2 separate regions of the Macaca mulatta genome follow, and region 1 is linked to region 2. Evidence: chromatin contacts called from public Hi-C data. All regions are on one chromosome and are shown on one strand. The core of a region is the stretch at or near the end of the contact, and the rest is flanking DNA. Distances in the headings are between cores, read along the strand shown. Region 1 overlaps ARHGAP28 (Rho GTPase activating protein 28). Region 2 holds the start of ARHGAP28 (Rho GTPase activating protein 28).

Region 1 (4,615 bases), core at 1,735-4,234, 160 kb before region 2:
GTGTTTTTACCACGTGACCCCATTTTCCCCTTCCAAAACTGTTCTTATATAAAGTATTTTTGTAAACAGACTGGTAAGGTAATGTCTCCTAAGAGTAATTTTTTTCAAAGGGATTAAGGGAAATAGCTATGTGAGGATGAATTTTTAAAAACAATTTTCTAAAATATTTAAAAGATAATGTTAATCTTGAAATAATTTTCTAATTCTACACAAATATAGAAGTTCTCTACTCTGATCACAGTTTCATTTCTGTGGTTTTGGCAGAATACCACTATTCCCACATGATAAATACACTGTTGGATTCTGACAAAGTCTCCGTTCCCCCTATTTCATAATGCCTTCTGCTATCCTCTATTTCTAAATTAGATCAAGAAGGTTTGCCTCTTAGCCAGTTCACATACAGAATGAGAACTATCCCAACAAAGTAACTCTGACCTCACTGCAACATGCAAACCTATGACATCTTCCTGGAGCAGTGACAGCAAAGTTTTATTCCAAGACAGACACGTCTTCCACATGTTTGCACGCTTGCCCAATCCTTCGTAAGGTTTGGAACACTGTGCAAATACTTTTAAAAAGATCTCTAAGCCTCTGTAAGTTCTACTTGGCTTACAAATTTTACATTATTAATTCATCTGATTATCAGTGCCACTCAGGCTTCATGTTTCTTTTCAAAGGCAAACTCATTTTTTACTGCTCCTTTGAACTACAAGGTTTACCTATAATGCTAGCAGTTATAGTCAGTCTCCCCGCTGACACTAACTGCTCCAGAAAGGACACTTAGAAAGGGAACTCTAAAAGCTCTGTTTCTTTAAGACCTCTGCTTTATTCTCATGAGAAGCCTAATTCTTCTGGCCTTGAGCATGCACAGCCAGAGTCAGTGTGCACATCTGACCTTTTCCTAATAAGGATCAGCTCATTAACCAGCCAGCCATAATCACTCTCTTGGCTCCCAGAGCCTGCAAACTGGAGGTCCCTGGCAGCACAAGTTTCTTACAGAGATACACGTGATTATGATGCACCCTCTAACCCCTACTGATAATATCAAAAGGAGATTTTCTTCTTGTCCTGGAGAAGCTTTCAATCTTACAGGAATACTTCAGCTAATCAAGAAACGCTTTGGTGATAAATACACTTTACAAAATCTTAAGCATAAATATAAAGTTCTTTCTAGAATGAAAGATATATAGTGGGCTCTGAAAAGAGGAGGATGTATGAGATCCATTCTTTGCCTTTCGGTGTCCTGTAATCTAGTGGGTGGGACTATTTCATGGGCTGATATTACGAATTCAGAGTGCACATGCTGTAAGAAAAGTCATGTATTGGTGCTATGCAGCCAGGAAAGAGAGGAGTCAAACGCTGCTAGGGCCAAGTCTTGAGGATTACAGGAGAGAGGAAATCGAAGGGGATCCTGCTCAAGCAGTGATACAAATGCCAGCAGATCCAGTGTCTGCGGAACTCCAGTTCATTCAGCCTTGCTGGCACATCAAGGGCAAGGAATGAGGCTGGAGAGCAGCCAGCGCCAGTGCTAAGGGGACTAGCCTTCACCCTGTAGGCAATGAGGCAGACTGGAACATCTCTAAGCACAGGAATGGCAAGGGTAAATTTATCTTTTCTGACAGCCAGATGGGAAAATGATTTGGGGGAGCGTGGAGCTTGGCACAGGTCAGGTGGGTGGAAGCAAGTGACAGGCAAAGAACCCAGTTATCAGGCCACGGCACCACTTCCAGGGACGGATAACTAAGGACTAATCTGGATAAACAGTTGTAGGATAGAAAGGAGAGGAGGCATTTAAGAAATGCCCAGGAGGGAAAATTCTCAAGAATCAGTGATGGATTGAATATGAGACTCAGAGGGAGAAATAATCATCAGAGATGATTTTCCAAGATGATTTCCATCTGATTTGTAATGGGCAGATGGCAGTGTTGTTAATAGGAAAAATACAGGAGGAGGAGTAAGCATTTCCCATCAGTCGCCTGGTACCACTGCAGTAAAGCAAAGGGGACATTGTTTTCCAAGTGCACAGGAAGCACCAGCGAGAGGAGAAGAATTCAAATTCATTTTCCACATACCTCTGCCAAAGGAATCTATCTGAATCACGAATGTGGCCATCCTAACCTGTGAGTAGTGCCCAGTCACCTAAGGGGCAACAGGGCACCTGGGTCAAGGGCAGGTGCTACAACCAGATCCTTTAGGATTTTATCCTGACTCTGCAGCTGACTAGGGTATGGTCTGTGCTTCAAGCTTCCCAATGTACAATGGAACATTAAAACGACATTCCCAAGATCAAAACAAGTGGCAGGTCCTGCTGACAGCTCCCAATAAATGCCGCACTGACTGCTTGCCCCGCCCCCACTCTCAGGTCTCTTCTAACCCGCAGTGTCATTACTATGGGAACCCCACACGTATGCGGTGTGACTGTTTAGGGAATAATACTGCGTCATCTTGTCTGGATGGCTGGTATAAAGCAACGCTGAGAGAAAGAATGTCTGTTTTTTGGTTCTGAACAGAGCTGACCTTATATGGTGGTCCCAATGTGAAACCATGTCAACCAGGTGTGAGTTTACCTTGCCAAAGACAGGGAGCACTTAGAGGTTCCGAAGCCCTGTTTTTCTGACCCCTGTTACTGAGAGCACTAGGCAAGGATGAGAAGTCTTGTCATTAAAACTCCCTTCAGCAAAAATGCAACCTGACTCTATTTTGGAGGTAGTTTTATACAAATGCAAATGACCAGCCTAAATAAGCCAGGTGAGGTAATTATAAAACATTTAGAACAGCCTTGGAATGATTCGAACTAGTCAAAAAAGAAAAACTCGCATGTCAAACAGTCTGTCTCTTTCCATAAAATATATTCCCCGGTGTTCGGCTCAAATTTCTGTCATTTTTGAAAGAAAATCATTGCAAACACCAACCAAAGCATTAAATTGGTTCCAAATGAGCTGAGGCCTCGAGTCTGGGACTTGGCTCCGCAGCTGCGTGTTCCCTGTTTGGCTAAAACCAGCAGCTTCCTCCCAGGGCTGCTTCCCTGTCAGCCTCCCCAAGCATTTAAGCACAAAGCCAGGCCAGACCGTTCACAGTAATGATACACTAGCGGACTACAGGGCTGGAGTCATCAACGTGGTTCAATTCGAGGATTATTATAATGGAGTTTTCAGTAGTTCAGTGGATGAATTACAAAAAAGGAGGTAGCTTAAATAAAAAGCTTGAATGAAGGAGAGGAATAAAGAGCCCTTTAACGCATCACGTTTCAATGTCTTTCTAACTGCAGTGTTTCCCGGTTTCTGTTCACTTGCCCAGATTTCTTTCACATTGGCCTTCCTGGGGCTCAAACCATGAAAACATCTGGATTACATTTTCCACTAATAAGTGATGGAATAAATAGGCTGAAACTACGTAAAACTGGGGAGAAAAAAGACTTTGACCTATATGTGGTCCAGGAATGCATGTGCCTATAAGAACATTCTGAAGGAATGATTAGCCTTTGAGAAGCATTTTTCAGTGGAAGATTAGACAAAGAAAGGTAACTGCTGCTATGACATTAAACTTTGTGCACATAAGAAATGCCCTGTAATGTTTTCTCCTTTTGGTGATTTAGAAACAAGACATTTAAGTCATATCCATTATGCATGTTATACACCCATGCATGCGTGTGTACACGCACGCACGCACGTGCGCGCGCACACACACACACACACACAGAGGAACCAGGAAGAACATATGCAAATAGTTTCCCAATTATGGACAGAGGTTTCAAGAGATGGAATATGTTTCTGTTTAGGAAATTTCTTTCTTTCATTTTGGTTCTCTGACTCTGCAGATATAACCAAAGATTTAACCAAAATAAGTAATGGTTTTCATCCTTACGTGTAGGATACATCTGTTTAGAAGAGTATGTAGGAACCAAACACACGAGAAATGGAGACAAAAAGCAGATTCAACTTAGAAAGCATAAACCTTAAGGAGCCGTTGGGCTTCTCCCTGCCTTCCACAAGAACTTGTGCCAGCATTCAGCCAACTCCACTCTCAGGGAAGTCGTAACCCCTCAACATGCCTGGAGCCCTGAGTCCTGGTGCCCTGCTCTGACCTCCCTTCACGGAAGACCTCGCCCTCATGTGCAAAAGCTCAGGTAGCAGACTCTCCCAGCTGCAGGCCCCTTCCAGATGTGGCTCAGCCATATTTTCTGCAGGAAGCCCCAGCCCACGACGGAGGGAGGCACGGGTACTAGGGCCTGGCCCATTCTGCCCAGCACACAGCTCCTCCACGATTAGGAATTGTCAGACCTGCACCGTGGTCGGAGCCTCACCCCAGCCAATCCTGATTCCTGCCCCTTTCATCCTGCAGAAGCAGTACTGCCATGACCCTCCTCTGCTCCTCACCCATCTCAGCATCTGCTTTCTGGAGGATCCAGTAGACACAGCCTATCTATTCTCAGTTTCCACTTAGAAAAACCTCTCATCACACTTCTATATAAAAACTGTGAGACTGATACAAATAGAATTTCCCAAAGCATGTACCAAAATGAATTAATGAAGAGACGCTGTTTTGCCTCTACAAATGTCTTTTTGATAAACATTACCACATTTGTTTTCCCCTGCCCCGAGACTGTTTGCTCAGG
Region 2 (4,662 bases), core at 648-3,147:
AATAAAGTCACAATCTGTTAATTAGGAAATCAATTAAAATCACAATCAATTAAATTAGGAAACAGAAGCAATCATTATCACGTAACTAAAGTTAAAAGTATGAGAAAAAAGAAATGATTAAAAATAAACATGATGAAAACACATCACTCAAATTGCCCACTTGTAAAGAAAAGCACTCATCAATGGATCAGATAGTCACATTTACACAAATAAAACTTCCCCCAAATATGTATCAAATACCAAACCATCTCACTCATCACAATACTTTTGTCTACCCACTTAACCATTTTTGTTTTAGTTAAGGAGAGTCTCATTGGCCTTGATCTTGCATCAAATGGATGATCACTGACACAGTAATTTAACATAGATCCCTCATTAAATCTGAAATATACAGGATGAGATGCGTATAGGCTTCTTTTGACCAAAAGGAAATATAATTGCATTCACAACATAGAGTTGACATCAGCAGTAATCAAATAATGACACCAATGCATTTATACAGTTGAAAGGTTTTAACATGTAGAAATAAAATTGTCTTTTAAAGTCTACTGAGGTGTACTTTTTAGAGAATTTCTCAACCTACATTTTAAATCAGAAATGCAGTTACTGAACAAGCTCTCAAAAGGAGTATTTTGAGGATTTAGGGTTATGTATTTTAATGTTTTCTTTTCATGTGCTGCTTGTGTTTCATTTGGAAAATTTTTTAATTTCCCGAGATTTTATAGGCAACTTTGGCCGAAATGGGTGTATATATATATATATATATATATATATATATATATATATACACATGACTTATCCTCAAATCGTATCAAGAATGCAATCCCGCTGCTAATCTCTGCTAGCCAACGACTTCAGCCCAGGCTAGTGCAGCCTTCGAGCGTTTCCCACCTCCAGTCAAAGACAATGCAAAGAACCCCAGGCTCACTCATCTAGTCCACCAAAACTTGAAACAACTATCTGCGCCCAGGCAGAAGGCGCAGCTGCACGGCGAACCCCCCAAGCCCGGCGCGACTGCGCCGCCCTGGCGGGAGCGGCTCCGGGTACCTGCTGAGCGGGTGGCTGGCGGCGGCCCGGGGCGCGCAGCGCGACTCTGCGTTGGGGGGCTGGGCGCGGGCGTACGAGTGGTAGGCGGTCAGCACCACGCCGCCCGAGTCCTCCACCTCCATCGTCAGCCACGCATGTCTCGGCGCCGGCCCCAGAACAAAGACCGGGACCAGCATGGACCGGCGCGCCGGGAGGCTGTCAGCAGCTGGGCAGCGGGGCCGGAGGTGCGACCAGCCGCTCTCTCCCGCGGCTGTCAGTGGCCCCCGGGCAGGCCCGCCCCGCCCCGCCCCGCCCCGGGCGCGCGAATTCGCAGACGCTGGGAACCACGCCCACGGGCTGGAGTAGGGGCGGGCATTGTGTGTGTGTGTGTGTGTGTGTGTGTGTGTGTGTGTGCGCGCGCGCGCGCGCGCGCGTGCGTGCCTGTGTGTGCGTGTGTGTGCCTGTTTGTGTGCCTGTGTATGTCTGCACGCCTGTGTGTGCCTGTGTGTGCGTTTGTGCCTGTGTGCGCGCGCCTTTGTGTGTCCGTGTGTGCGCTTTTGTGTGTCCGTGTGTGTGTGTGTGTGTGTGTGTGTGTAAGCCTTTGGGTGTCCATGTTTGTTCCTGTGTGCGCGTTTGTGCCTCTGTGTGCGCGCCCGTGTGTACGTGTGTGTCCGTGTGTGTGTGTGCGCGCGCCTTTGTGTCCGTGTGTGTGCCTGTGTGTTTGCGCCTGTGTGTGCGTGTGCGCGCATGTGTCGGGAGTGCGGGGGGAGGTGTGATCCCCGCTTCTAGGAAACTGGAAACCGGCCGGGATCCTTTGGGGCTCCTGCTAGCGGCTCTAGTAAAGTTTGTTTTTCATTGTTTCTTTTTTTTTCCTTTTCTCACTCCCCCTCCCAGCCCGCTTCCAACTGGAGGCTTATCCTGTGGCTGGGAACATTTCCTGCCTGGCTGCAAGGAGTGAGACTAAGAAACCATACCTCAGGCTGAGGAGAGAGGCGGGGTTTGAAATGTGTGCTCTGGGGAAGAAAAGGAGAAAATGTGACACTCTGTCATTTAAAGCATCCACATCAAAAATTGAAGAACTGGATTACCTTGCTGTTGACTTAGTCAAGTTACAATAAACTTGATTTCCTTTTGGGTCAGGTAATTCCCTCTCATAGCAAGGGAACGCTTCCCTCCCCCACCCTCAATCTCACTACCAGACTCTTACCTCACTCTCACATCCCTTTCCTCCTCCCAGTCATGATCAAATTAACAGATACCGTTTGCAGCTTGTCTGAAAATTAGACTTTATTATTATAGGCCAAATGGATGTTATTTCCAGAAGTTACTGTTGGTGGGGGAGGATGTAGGGACTGGTTCGAGGTAGATAAAAAGGGGCATCATTAGAAATCTTGAGTCTGAAGTATGTCCTTATCCACATAGGACTAATAGCACAAATGGAAAAATACGACATTCTTATAGCTGATTAAAAAGTAACCAGAAGTATGCCTAGGAAGAGGCCCACGTGAATGTTTTACTCACATGGACAGTGTTTTATCTGCTGTCTCTTCCACACATCCCTAGGAGCTAGATGAAGTAGAAAGACAAGTTAATCTATCCCTTACTGGAGGGCAACTTGATCATGCTACTTAACATCTCGGAATCTGTGTTGCTGCCTCTGTGAAATGGGGAAAATAACATTCATCTTGTAGGATTAAAGCAACAAGTACCTGTTAGGTTTTCAAGAAATGGGGGTACTCTTTGCTCTTTACATTCATCAAGAAGGGACACATTTATTTTCATTGCACTTTCAGAGTTTGGGAAAACATAAGTTTTTCATCCAAAATGCTTTAAAAAATGTTTTATTAATTAAACGGTAAGCTAATAATGACTAAATTTACTAACGTGTTAGATGGTGTACATTAGCTGTTTAAACAATGGTGTACATTAGCTGTTTAAACAGGTAGGTAGTATTATTATCCCAATTTTATGGATAAAGAAACTTATCAAGCACGAGTGTATGGAAAAGACACATGCAAAGAATGCTTTATTCTCCAAAGTTTTCAGATAAAAAGAGGCATCTGTTTACTTACTGTGCTTTATGCCAATGCATAAAACTAAGACAATACCTTCTTAAAACGTGAAGTTGAAAAACCACTGTAGGTACTGATATGTATCCACAATTCTTCATCTAAAACCTTGGGAACAGATGCATTTCAGAAATTACATCTACTTTTTATTTTTAAATGATAATTTCATGCATGCACCATTTAATATAAAAAACCCTCAGCCCAGTAAATTTGGGACAGTATTGTATATTTAAGTGTATTACTTCTGCAGCAAAGAAAAATGAATATTGACTTTGAGTAGGATAAAGTCTATAGATAGCCTCACATTTGTTCAGGTCAAGTTTATCACCCAATAAATTTTGGCACCAAACTTCATAAAAGCTTGTAATTTTTATCTGATAGTATTTTAGAATTATCATAAGGAATTATAGTAGTGGAACTTTTTCTGGGCATGGGACATTCTTCTTTTATTTTTCTGAACTACAGACTCACAATATGAAATACCTACAGGGTCTTTTCTTATAAACATTTTGATCGTAACACGGCCTCTAGATGCCCCGCATTGCAGTAACGCCTCATCCTGCCAGCCAAGGAGCCCTCCTCCTCTTGTGTATTCACATTGTAGACGCCCTGGTTTCACTTTGGACTCCTCCCTCCAATCGATGATCAAATCTGTCATTTGTTCCTCAAAATATCTGCCAACCATTCTTTGAATTCCCACCGCTAATGTCTTTGCCCTCTCGTCACCATCTCCTGACTAGGTGGCCGCAATCTTTCCTTCACAAAGATTACTTTCCATCAGCTTCCTCTTAAGCCCCATCCCCTTTCAAAATGCTGTTTGGGTGATTTTCCTAAAATGCAGAACATCCTCTTCTTCTTTCTCAGAAAGCCCTCAAATGTAACCTACTTGCTACAAATTGAAGTCCAAACTCCTTAGTGTGGCCTCTCCTTAATCTATTTTGATCTCCTAGTACTTCATCACTCCCAAGGCCCTGTGGCCCACTTACACCAGCCTGTCCTGTGATCTTACTTTGTCTTTGCCTCTACCTAGTATTTCTTGTCTGGAAATCCTGGAAAACCCTCTATATACCACTATAAAGCCTCTCAGGTGTTCCTAATTCAAAGCAACCCTCCTTCTGCCCTTCTGTGGAAATTGCTCTTACTTTCATTATAACAAATAATTTCATTCGGCCATGTAATTAAAGCACAGTCAGCCAAACACTGTGCTGTGTGCATTCTCCACGCCTGCGCCCAGGGCAGATGTTGCTAACAGATCTTAGCATTTTTTTTCCACTGAGCCCAGATATGGCCATGAAAGCTACCTCAAAATAGAACCCCAAACCAGCAAGATAGCTTTGAGATGAAAACTACTTGCTAACTCAAGATTGTATTACTATTTTCCAGCAAATTCGTGTCTTTTACTAAATTGTAAGCTACTGGAAGGGCGAGGGTCATGTTTTTGTCTTTATAGCCCAGAGCCTGTAGTGTTTTGCAGAGTAGGCATTCAATAAGGAATAGTTGTTGAAAGAATGAACGTACGAATCAATGAGTGAATCAGTGAACGAGATAATACTCTTTAGTGCAGCAG

The links. Hi-C and Micro-C count contacts between places; a contact is called where the count stands out from the background.
Region 1: a contact with region 2 is called in a Hi-C map of fetal cortex germinal zone, with 2.1 times the contacts expected there. The contact joins the enhancer-like site here to the promoter of ARHGAP28 in region 2. A contact is called at or near these places in 2 of 14 Hi-C or Micro-C datasets (fetal cortex germinal zone and fetal cortical plate).

The regions. Positions count from the first base shown.
Region 1 is chr18:77,987,345-77,991,959 of T2T-MMU8v2.0, reverse strand. The region is part of intron 10 of ARHGAP28 (Rho GTPase activating protein 28); the gene reads right to left. Among named protein-coding and RNA genes, the nearest start is that of ARHGAP28, 160 kb to the right of the region's middle. Within about 2 kb of position 2,984, at least 7 of the 40 cell types and tissues checked have an H3K27ac peak or open chromatin away from gene starts, as enhancers often do. A contact at or near this core is called in fetal cortex germinal zone and fetal cortical plate, where this site is marked.
Region 2 is chr18:77,824,023-77,828,684 of T2T-MMU8v2.0, reverse strand. ARHGAP28 (Rho GTPase activating protein 28) reads right to left here and starts at 1,897. Exons shown (of 18, transcript XM_028838212.2): 1 at 1,048-1,897. The coding sequence starts at 1,775. It overlaps LOC144336386 (a long non-coding RNA gene), which reads left to right and starts at 1,129. Exons shown (of 2, transcript XR_013408129.1): 1 at 1,129-1,271; 2 at 1,921-2,162.